2 separate regions of the Capra hircus genome follow, and region 2 is linked to region 1. A link is a contact called in public Hi-C data. All regions are on one chromosome and are shown on one strand. Each heading gives the region's core, a stretch centred on a gene start, on an enhancer-like site or on the middle of the called end of the contact. The rest is flanking DNA. Distances are from core to core; before and after follow the strand shown.

Region 1 (5,557 bases), core at 1,014-3,513:
TTCTGCTCCTCCAAGAATGGATCTTGATTTTGTAAAACAAAAAAAACCCCAATACATTAACATTCTTCCTCATTTATTACCATTCATAAGTTTGATTAGTACGATTTCCACATTTTCACGTAGGTTAGTATCACATTTTAGATATTCTGCTTATCAGAGTCACTTATCGTTGTAGAAAACTTAGAAAATACAAAAGCATAAGGGAAACAATTAGAAAACTGGGATATATATCATATAAAAACTTACAGTTCAATAATAAAAAGACAAATAATTCAACTTTAAAATGGGCAAAGATCTTGAATAGACATTTCTCCCAACAAGATATGCAAATGGCTAATATGCACATGAAAAGATAATCCACATAATTAATCTTTAAGGCAATGGAAATCAGTTTCTTGAAAGGAGCATCATTAATTTGTTGCTGTATTCCTGGTCCTCAGCATAAGTCCTCGCTTGGAGCATGGGGCCTTAAAGTTGCTGATTGAATGTATGTACAAATGAAAGAATGAGTGAGTGAGTGCATGAACAAAAGAATTGCAGAGAGGGAAATAGTCCAGAAGCAAGAAGAATGCAGGACCAGCCTAGAAGATAGGAAGATAGAGCATAAAGTTCAGTGAAAATTCATGGAAGGTAAGCACCCAAAGGCAGCTGGAACAGATGATGGGGATTAACTGCAGGCTTGGTGTCAGATGCTACAGTCCATGGGGTCGCAAAGAGTCGGACATGACTGAGCAACTGAACTGAACTGGGGTCAAATGATTTTTGAGCAAACAGTTAAAGATGTACTCTTTTCTTGGGGAGGTGCCACACTGTGCAGCTTGTGGGGTCTTAGTTGCTTGATCAGGGATTCAATCCAGGCCCTCAGCAGTGAAAGCATTTGGAGTCCTAAGCACTGGACTGCTAGGAGATTCCCTAAAGCTGTACTTTAGAAAAATGAAACTGTAAGACCAAGTATAAGATGGGTCAGGAGAGACTGGGAGACCAGCCTGGAGGCTGTTCAGGGAAAAGACAATGGGAGCTGAACTAGGCCTGCTGTAGGACCAGAGAAAGGATGGAAGCCAGAGACACTCATCCAATTTCCAAACATTATAAAAACTGTAAAAACAAGTGTGTCTGGTGACAAATAGTTCACTGTTCAATGGGACTCCAACCATTAGAGGAAGTACTTGCCAATAAAATTTAAGTGGTTTGTGGTTTGAAGTTGCAACCACACTTTTTATAAAGGTAATTGAAAGGAAAACAAAAACTCCAGTTGGGGGTAGTAAGAAAACAGGCAACCATAAGACTATCACCCCATTATGTCGATTGGAGTTCATCCACTTAATGAATGAGCCCTGGGTCACATTCATCCTCCTTTGGCCCTATTTAAGACTGGCAACAATAACTCTCAAACCAGACTTCAAACAGAGACAGTCCTGTCTGTTTCAAGCCATGAAGTGCATTGCAGGGACCATGTATTAGGGTATTACCCATGTAGAGTATTGCAAGGACCTGGTTTCTGATCCCAGCTCTGAATGAGTACTAGTGGAGAAGTAAGAGGAAGACATTCTGTTAATGTTGAGACTTAAAGTTTAGTGGTTGAGATTATTGATACCGGGGCTGGGCTGTGCCTGGTTAATCTCAGCTCTGTCACTAGATTACGACCTTGAATAAATTATTTAACATCTCTGTACCTTATTATCTCATCTATAAACTGGGATTAGTGAATACAATCATTGAGTAGCTATAAAAATTAATTAATAAATTTTAAATGCTTAGAAACACCTACTATATACTAAGACCATAGTGTTTACTGTTATTATTATTATTATTGCAAAAAATAATGGCCAAAACTAGGCAACAGTGGAGTGGGCTGTTCTGAAGTAGAGTGTTCCCTGTTTCCACAGGTGTGTAAATACCAGAGCTGAGTTGGTTGTCGGGTTCAGCTTTGGACGTTGAGTTTTCAGTGCTGGTGAGGCCTCTGAGTAGGTTTATTCAGCATTATTTGTTCTGTTTATTTAATGCCACAAACATTAAATGAGCAGCTACTCTGTGCAGATGCTGTGCTGGCGATACTGGGATGAACTAGACGGTCCCATCTCTCAAGGACCTGATAATTTAGTTAAGGAGGCAGGTAGGTATCACTTCTTATGTGGAGGAGCCACAGTACCAGCACACGTGAGGTTGACAGGTGCCCAAGGAAGGAGACAGGCAGGTTTCCTGGAAAAGGCAGTAAGAAGCAAGGTCCCTTGGCCCACATTCAGGACCTGGGGAATGCAGAGTGGGAAAAGATCTGCCCTTGCTGGTGAGTGGGTGACTAGATTTTGGCTTTCAGCACTGATAATCATCTTTCCTAGTTCCTGTCCTTAGTTGAATTGTTTGGACCCTCCTCCTTCTTATTGCTTCTGGAAAGAATATGGTTGTTGGTCTTTAAGATGTTTTCTAAATCCCTTTGCACATACATTTTATTGATCCAGGTTTCAATATGATGGCTTTGCCTCAATCGCTTTATCTTTTGGTTCAGGGAGGTTGAAATCTTAAAGTTTTTCCAGAAGGGCGTCAGTTACAGACAAAAGAGACCGCATTTCCTGGGTTACTAAAGCAATACAGCTTAGGTCTATAGGATCAGGCTAATTTCTGTGTTCCTGTGTGCTTATCCCAGACAGTTGCCCAACTTGGTGTTCTCCTTACCATGGATGTTCTCCTATTGTAAATTTATGCCAGTGATGTTCAAAGTGACCACATTAAGAGGTAAAGCACAGCAATCAGGGGTAAAAAATGAAAGTAAAAAAGAAAGCCACACATATGTACTATTTACTAGATGATAAAGACAAATATGTTCACATCCTGTCCTCTCAGGCATGACTAACCCCAGTAATGCTCTCAGAGAGGAGGTCTACCAGGAAGTGCTGCCAAGGTTTTCATTCCCCTCCTGGCTTCCATTCCTACCTGCCCGCTCTTTCTCAAGCTCTGTTAGGGCTTTCAGTTCTTCCTGTGCTTTGTTCATTACTCCTCTTTCAGCCAGGATCACAGTTGGTCTGGGAGGTGAGAGGCACAAGCAAGAATACAGATGTAGTCAGAGATTGCTCCTGACACTGAATGGGGTGAGGCAAGAACATATTTACTGCTCTGTTCTCCTCACTTGCTTTCCTTTTGTGCCCCCACCAAGGTGACTCATGCCGTTGTGCTCTGGGCAAGCCCTGCAGCCTTTGTCACTGTGTGGGGTGTGCAGATTGGGGCATGTACTCTTTTCTCTAAAGGAGGAGCCTTGGTTTAGCCTGGTTGCGGCTTCAGCTAACAATTCAGACCCAGTTACACGAAACTTGCTAACAAAGGTCAGGAAGCCCAAGGAGAGGGAGTTACCAGTAAAAGGAAACCCAAAAGGTTGTCAAGAGTTAACAAAATACCAGGACCGGTGCGGCATCTGAGCTATGGTCCCTGTCCTTCAGGATTCAAGCTTGGAGTGCTTTCTTGGGGAGGAGGTTCCAGGGGCTAATTATTCTCAAAAGGTTACCTTCGGAGAGAACAGTTATCTTGTCCCACACAGAAATATTGCAGTCTCAAAGGCTCTTTGTTTGTTTTGTTCAGTCGCTCAGTTGTGTCTGACTCTTTGTGATCCCATGGACTGCACCACACCCGGCTTCCCTGTCCTTTACCGTAGTCTCCTGGAGTTTGCTCAAGCTCATGTCCACTGAGGCTCTTAGAGCTGCATAGAGTCTGCTGCTGCTGCTGCTGCTGCTGCTGCTAAGTCACTTCAGTCGTGTCTGACTCTGTGCAACCCCATAGACGGCAGCCCACTAGGCTCCCCCGTCCCTGGGATTCTCCATGCAAGAACACTGGAGTGGGCTGCCATTTCCTTCTCCAAAGCATGAAAGTGAAAAGTGAAAGTGAAGTTGCTCAGTTGTGTCTGACTCTTCGTGACCCCATGGACTGCAGCCCACCAGGCTCCTCTGCCAATGGGATTTTCCAGGCAAGAGTACTGGAGTGGGGTGCCATTGCCTTCTCCAGCATAGCGTCTAGGGGGGTCATTTAGGGTACTGACTCTCAAAGTGTGCTGCCCATTAGAATCATAGGTGTGGGGGACAGGGTGCTTTATAAAATCCTAATACCCAGATCCCACCCCTGACCAATGACATCAGACTGCGTTTTTCAAATTGCTTCCAGGGTGCAGCCAAGTTTGAAAACCTGTGGACCTGACCTTTACTATTAGACCTATGGTTAATGGAGCTGCAACTCCATTAGGGAGCTCATTAGAAAGGCATAGCTCGAGTCCCACCATGGACCTACTGAATCAGAATCTGCATTTTAAGTGGATCACCAGGTGACTTGTATGTGCTTTACAACTTGAGAAGCAGTTACTTTTCTTCAAACATTGGGCAGTTGGCAACAAGGGGCCCAAATTCTGTCTACTCACTGGAGCTACGCAGTAGCTCTTCCCTTAGAGGGGCCCTCACACTCCACTTTACAGAGTGTGACACCTGGATGGATTCATTAACTTCCATTACCTGCCTGGGCCCAGTCAGAATTTGAATTTTTAAAAAACTTATGAAATTTACCATTAGCAACATGTAGTACATTCACAATGTTGTGAAACTGTCACGACAGAACATTTTCATTACCCGCCAAAGGAAACCCCACACTAATTAAGCAGTCACTTCTCATCTCCTTCTCCCCTCAGTCCCTGCCAACCACTAATATGCTTATGTCACTATGGGTTTGCTTATTCCACGTTTCATGTAAAAGAAATGCATAATATTTTCAAGGTTCATTCATGTGGTAGCATGTGTCAGTACTTCCTTTCTACGGCCGAATTATTTTCCTTCTCGGATACGCCACATTTTATCTGTTTATCATTTGACGGACATTTGGGTAGTTTCAATCTTTTGGTTATTGTGAATAGTGCTGCTGTGAGCATTTGTATGCAAGTTTTTGTGTGAACACCTGTTTTCACTCTTTGAGGACTTCAGTTCTTTCTACCCAGGAGTGAAATTGCTGACGTATGTGGTAATTCTCTGTGTTTGACTTTTTGAAGGATAGCCAAACCGTTTGCCATCAGCAATATTGTTTTACATCCCCCCTAGGAGGATGCTAATTTTTCCACATCCCTGCTAACATTTGTTACTTTATTTTCTTTTTTCTCTAAATTCTAGTCATGTAATTGATGTGAAATGGTCTCTCACTTCACTTTTGATCTGATGCTTTTCCATTTCCACTTCACTAATGATGAATATCTTTTCATTGATGAATATCTTTCCATTTTCATAAATGCTTGTTTAGCCATTTGAGGAAAATATCTATTTAAGTCCTTTGCTCCTTTACAAACCATTGTCTTTTTGTTACTTAGTTGTAAGAATTCCCTTTTTAGATACAGGTATATCACTTGCTTTTCAAGTTTGCTTTAGGTCATTTTGCACTTATGAAAGACCTTCACTAGTACCCATTTTTGCATTAAAAAATTAATTTGTATTTGAGTATAATTGCCTTACAATGTTAGTTTCTGCAAAGTGAATCAGCTATACATATACATATATCCCAGCTTTTTTGGATCTCTTTCCCTTTTAGGTCACAGCAGGCATTG
Region 2 (5,236 bases), core at 1,562-4,061, 180 kb before region 1:
TCTATTTTTACTTTTAAAATATTGTAATTGTGCAAAATGTACATTAAATCATTAGTACATGTTTAACTGTGTGGACAGCATCATGGTAAGCACTATGAGGGGCAGAAGACCTATAACACATAGTCCTTACCTACTAGGAGTTTAATCTAGTCTTGTGGAGGAAGAAAACAGAAAACAAATATTGCAAAAGAAGAGAGTAATGCTAATACTCTTTGGATAGAAGATACAACCAAGGAATACTCACTTTTTTGCCAGAGTGACCTGAAAAAATTACACGAGTGGAGCCTTGAAAGTTAGAGAAGATTTGTATTATAGGTGAGGATAGCAGCTTTATTGTTTGTGACACAAAGAAGGGTGAACTCAAGATATGTTCAAGAACTGCATGCACTGTACTACAGTTAATGCAGGGTCCATGTGGAATAGCAGAATTAAAGTTTGGTGAGAATCCATCTAGCCCTACCTTGGGCTTACCCTCCTCTCATTGTGGGTGTAATGGTTGTTCTTTAAAATGCATGAATCTTATGATATTAAATCTAATATGATGTGTGATAAGATCCAAAGCTTTAATTGATTTTCAGAAGAATCCTTCACTCAAATGAAAGATTAAGAATCATTATACTGGGACACCCCTGGTGGTCCAGTGACTAAGAATCCGCCTTCCAGTGTAGGGGACACAGTTTGATCCCTGGTCAGGGAATTAAGATCCCATATGCCATGGGGCATCTATGTCTGAACACCACAACAAAGATCCTCCAGGCTGCAACTAAGAGAAAAAAAAAAAAAAAGAATCATTATATCGAGGAGTGTTTCTCAAAGTGTAGGCAGATACCTACTTTGAATCATTTAGGGTTTGGTTTTTTTTTAAGGCAGATTCTTAGATCCTACCTCTAGAGAAAAGATTGTACCATAAACTACAAATAATCACATATAATTGTTATTTATATAATCATATATCCTCTAGACAGGATAATAAAAATTGCAAATCATATAATGAAAGTGCTACATATTTAAGTTCCTGCTTTCCATAAAGAGAACTTTTTCCTTTAAATCAAGTAACAATCTACTTCATCAGTGTCTCCAAGTCTGCTATGCATTTCAGAACATGTCACACTTAGTATCGTATTTCTGGCGTGACTTTCGTTGTATATGATATCTAAGGCCAAGCAGGCAAATACCTCTGTTGGGCCACAAAGCGACTATCACTTTTAGCAACACCTCCATCTAGTGGAAAATTGCAGCCATTTCGGCCCCAGTTTTACATCGTGCAAAGAGCTCAACAGTTCTCAACTTAACTTTTGTTTCACAGCTGCCCAGAACTGTTCCCTCCTGAAAACAGAATAAAGGTATTCTTTTTCAAATTTCACGTGGAAAAAACCTAGCAGACATGTAGGGTTATGAATTTCATCACTTTTAAAAGTTTTTGTTTTAAAACCCACAATCCTCTCTTTAAATCTTTGACTCCTTCTGATGGTTATTTTCTGATGGTGGTCTATTAGTTAATGACAAATGAACATGTTTAGGAACAGGTTTTCATGGTTGTTAAACTTTTAAATCTGTGGAGTTTTACGATCTTGAATAATTTGTTTTGCAAGCAATATGTCTCTCTCCCTCCCCTAGCCCAAGAAAAAGCAGGATAAAAAACTCAGAAGCAGAATTAAGCATACAGAGAAACTTTATAAATATACAGGTGGGAGACGAGGTTACAAGTAAGTAGGTAAGAGGCCTTGGTGGCTTAGACGGTTAAGAATCTGCCTGCAATGCAGAAGACCTGGGTTCAGTACCTGGGTGGGGAAGATGACCTAGAGAAGGGAATGGCTACCCACTCCAGCATTCTTGCCTGGAGAATTCCATGGGCAGAAGAGCCTGTCGGGCTACAGTCCATGAGGTCACAGAGTCGGACACAACTGAGCGACTAACACACACACACACACGTAAGAGGCCAGGCTAGCGCTGCAGGGGTAACTGGTATTGCAGGTGCTGAAAACTGATTCTTGTAGGCCCTCAACTTTTTAGAGCTTCCCCCAACCAACCACTACAATCCCAATGTATACGGCCGTTGACTCAGTTTCATTCTCACTTCAGTTCTCGTGAGGTACGGAGCGCAAGGAATAGTCCCCACTTCTTATCTCTACCTAGTCTGGTGTAGAGCTACACATCCATTAGATTTGAAACGAGGTTTATTTGGGTTTCTTTTCTGACTAAACATCCTTTTTATTATGGAAAAATTGGGAGCATACAGAAAAGTATAAACGACCATCTGTGTATTCCCACTACTCAAGAAGTATTAACGTTTTCTTAACATCCCGTCATCTCGCTATGTGATAACTGTATATACATATTCTTTTTATTTAAAAATTAGCATCATGCGTTGGATGAGTAGGTTGCTTATTATTTCGAGTATCTTTATGCATAAATCTTCATCGACTTGTTCTCAATGGAAAGGGCGATAAGTGAAGTGAAGTCGTTCAGTCGTGTCCGACTCTTTGCGACCCCGTGGACTGTAACCCGCCAGGCTCCTCTGTCCATTTCCAGGGGAATCTTCCCAACCCAGGGATCGAACCCGGGTCTCCTGCATTGCAGGCAGATGCTTTATCCTCTGAGCCACCAGGGAAGGCCAAAAGGGCGGTAACTTGGACCCTTAAACTGAAGCGGGTCCGTGCGAGACAGCACAAGACACAGAAGCGGAATAAGGCCTCCAACCTCTAACCGCCACCTAGTGGTAGCCTCTGACATCCCCCGCCCGCAGCCTCACTCCCCCAGCGCCCCCGCCCTGCGCGTGCTCAATCTTGGCGCCATCCGCCGGCACAGCTACTACGCAGGCGCCAGGTAGGGAAACCGGAAGCGGAAGGTTTGAACGTGTTGGGTGGGCTCCTGTGTGACCCGTAGCCATGCGCGACTTGAAAGAGTCCGGGCCTCGCGCCACAGCGACCCCGTGCGGGTGTGTGAAGCCGGCTCTGGAGACAGGTAACTTCTAAGAGGCTGGCGGTTCTGCGCGCGTTAAGACCTCCAGGAGCAGGTCTTAACCGTTTTCACTGCAGAGGGGGGACGGGACTTGCGAGACCTTGAATGGACAAGGGTCGTTTTTCGTATTTATTGCGAAGTTACGGATCATGTGCTCAGGCGACCACGTGATGTGTCTGAGGTGAGCGGGATGATGTCATCTCTCTGCTCTTTGGTGGCTAAGGTTGGCAAGGTCTTGGCGGAATAGCCACATGCACTAAGAACTACTGTGTACTGTGACCCCATGCACTCCCTTTATTGCTTAAAACTAGTTCGTTTCATGTACTGTGTTTTTTCAATTAAAAGCATCTTATATGCAACCCGTGTCCTTTTATTCTTTGCCTTGTATTTCACACTCCAATCAAACTGTTTTGTTCCCTTCTTATGCTAGAAAATTTGTCATTTAACTTTGTGCACCTTATTCTCTCTATTTGAAATACTCCATAGTCCTGACCAAGGTCACATACATAGTTATGGTAGCATAGAATTTGAATTATAGTAAGTCTTCTAAACATGAATTTTTCCTTTCACCCATGTTCTTTTCAGTTTATTATCTAAAAGGATATAACAATGCATATGTAATGATGAGGATATTTATATGTACTTATGAATGTCAGACATGACTGAGGGACTGAACTGAACTAAACTGATGAATGTTTTAAGAATCTTGTTTTATAGTTGCATAACATCTGGCGTGCTGTGGTCCATGGGGTTGCAAAGAGTCGGACATGACTGAGTGACTGAACTGAACTGAACATCTGGTAGAGGCTTCCCTGGTGGCTCAGTGGTAAACAATACACCTGCCAAGGCAGGAGACACAGATTGGATCCCTGGGTCAGGAAGATCCCCTGGAGTAGGAAATGGCAACCCACTCCAGTATTCTTGCCTGGAAAATTCCACGGACAGAGAAGCCTGGCCAACTATAGTCTGGGGCATCACAAAGTTGGACAGCTATAGTCTGGGGTGTCACAAAGTTGGACACGACTAAGCATACACGCATGTAGGAAACATCTGGTAGATTTTAAAACTATGAAGTCATTGCGTTAAAGAAAACACGTCTTCCTACATCTTTTCTTGACCTTTTTTTTTGTTGTTATTTTTGCCTGCTTGGAAAAGAAAAATAATCATGGTGGGTTTTAATACATTGTGTTAACACTATTTTGTAGGAAATTGTGACTTCTCTTTAAAAAATTTTTCTATTATATTTTATTTTAAAAATTTTTCATTGAAATATAGTAGATATATAATGTATTAGTTTCAGGTGTACAGCAAACTGATTCAGTTATATGTATGTGTGTATTCTTTTTATATATTCTCTTTATAATAACCATTATAGGTTATAAGATATTGAGTATAGTTTTCCAGGCTGTACAGTAGGTCATTTTTGGCTGTTTTATGTAAAATAGTGTGTATATGTTAAGCCCAAACTCCTAATTTATCCTCCTCTTCCCCTTTTGGTAACTGTAAATTTGTTTTCTGTGTCTGTGAGTCTATTTGTTTTGTAAATAAGTTCGTTATCATTTTTTTTAGATTCCACCTATAAGCAATATCATGTATTTGGCTTTCTCACTTAGTATGAAGTCTAGTTTACTTAGCATGATAATCTCTAGGTCTGTCTGTGCTGTGCTGTGCTGTGCTGAGTCGCTCAGTCATGTCCAGCTCTTTGCCACCCCATGGACTGTAGCTGGCCAGGCTCTCTGTCCATGGGGATCTCCAGACACGAATACTGGAGTGGGTTACCATGGGCTCCTCTGGGGGATCTTCCCAACCCATGGTTTGAACCCAGATCTTCCTCATTTCAGGTGGATTCTTTACCTTCTGAGTCACCAGGGAAGCCCAAGAATACTGGAATGGGTAGCCTATCCCTTCTCCAGAGAATCTTCCCAATACAGGAATCAAACCAGGGTCTCCTGCATTACAGGGGGATTCTTTACTCGCTGAGCTACCAGGGAAGCCCCTAGGTCTGTCTGTGTTACTGCAAATGGCATTATTTCATTCTACTTGACCTTTTAATTAATGATTTCTTACCTAATTTTCTTCTGTAGGGAATCTTTTAACTGAGCCAATTGGTTACTTGGAATCCTGTTTCTCAGCCAAGAATGGTACTCCAAGGCAGCCATCCATTTGTAGCCATTCACGGGCTTGTTTGAGGATTAGAAAAAGCATCTTTAATAATCCTGAACATTCCTTGATGGGCTTAGAACAGTTTTCTCATGTTTGGTAAGTTGTTTTTTAG

The links. A called contact is a pair of places that touch in the nucleus more often than the background predicts.
Region 2: a contact with region 1 is called in a Hi-C map of blood, with 1.8 times the contacts expected there. The contact joins the promoter of TRMO here to the enhancer-like site in region 1. A contact is called at or near these places in 2 of 5 Hi-C or Micro-C datasets (both in blood).

What each region holds. Positions count from the first base shown.
Region 1 is chr8:62,573,662-62,579,218 of ARS1.2, reverse strand. No RefSeq gene overlaps it. Among named protein-coding and RNA genes, the nearest start is that of XPA, 5.8 kb to the right of the region's middle. Within about 2 kb of position 2,263, at least 2 of the 5 cell types and tissues checked have an H3K27ac peak or open chromatin away from gene starts, as enhancers often do.
Region 2 is chr8:62,754,633-62,759,868 of ARS1.2, reverse strand. It overlaps TRMO (tRNA (adenine(37)-N6)-methyltransferase), which reads left to right and starts at 2,811. Exons shown (of 7, transcript XM_013966050.2): 1 at 2,811-2,964; 2 at 5,046-5,220. The coding sequence starts at 2,889.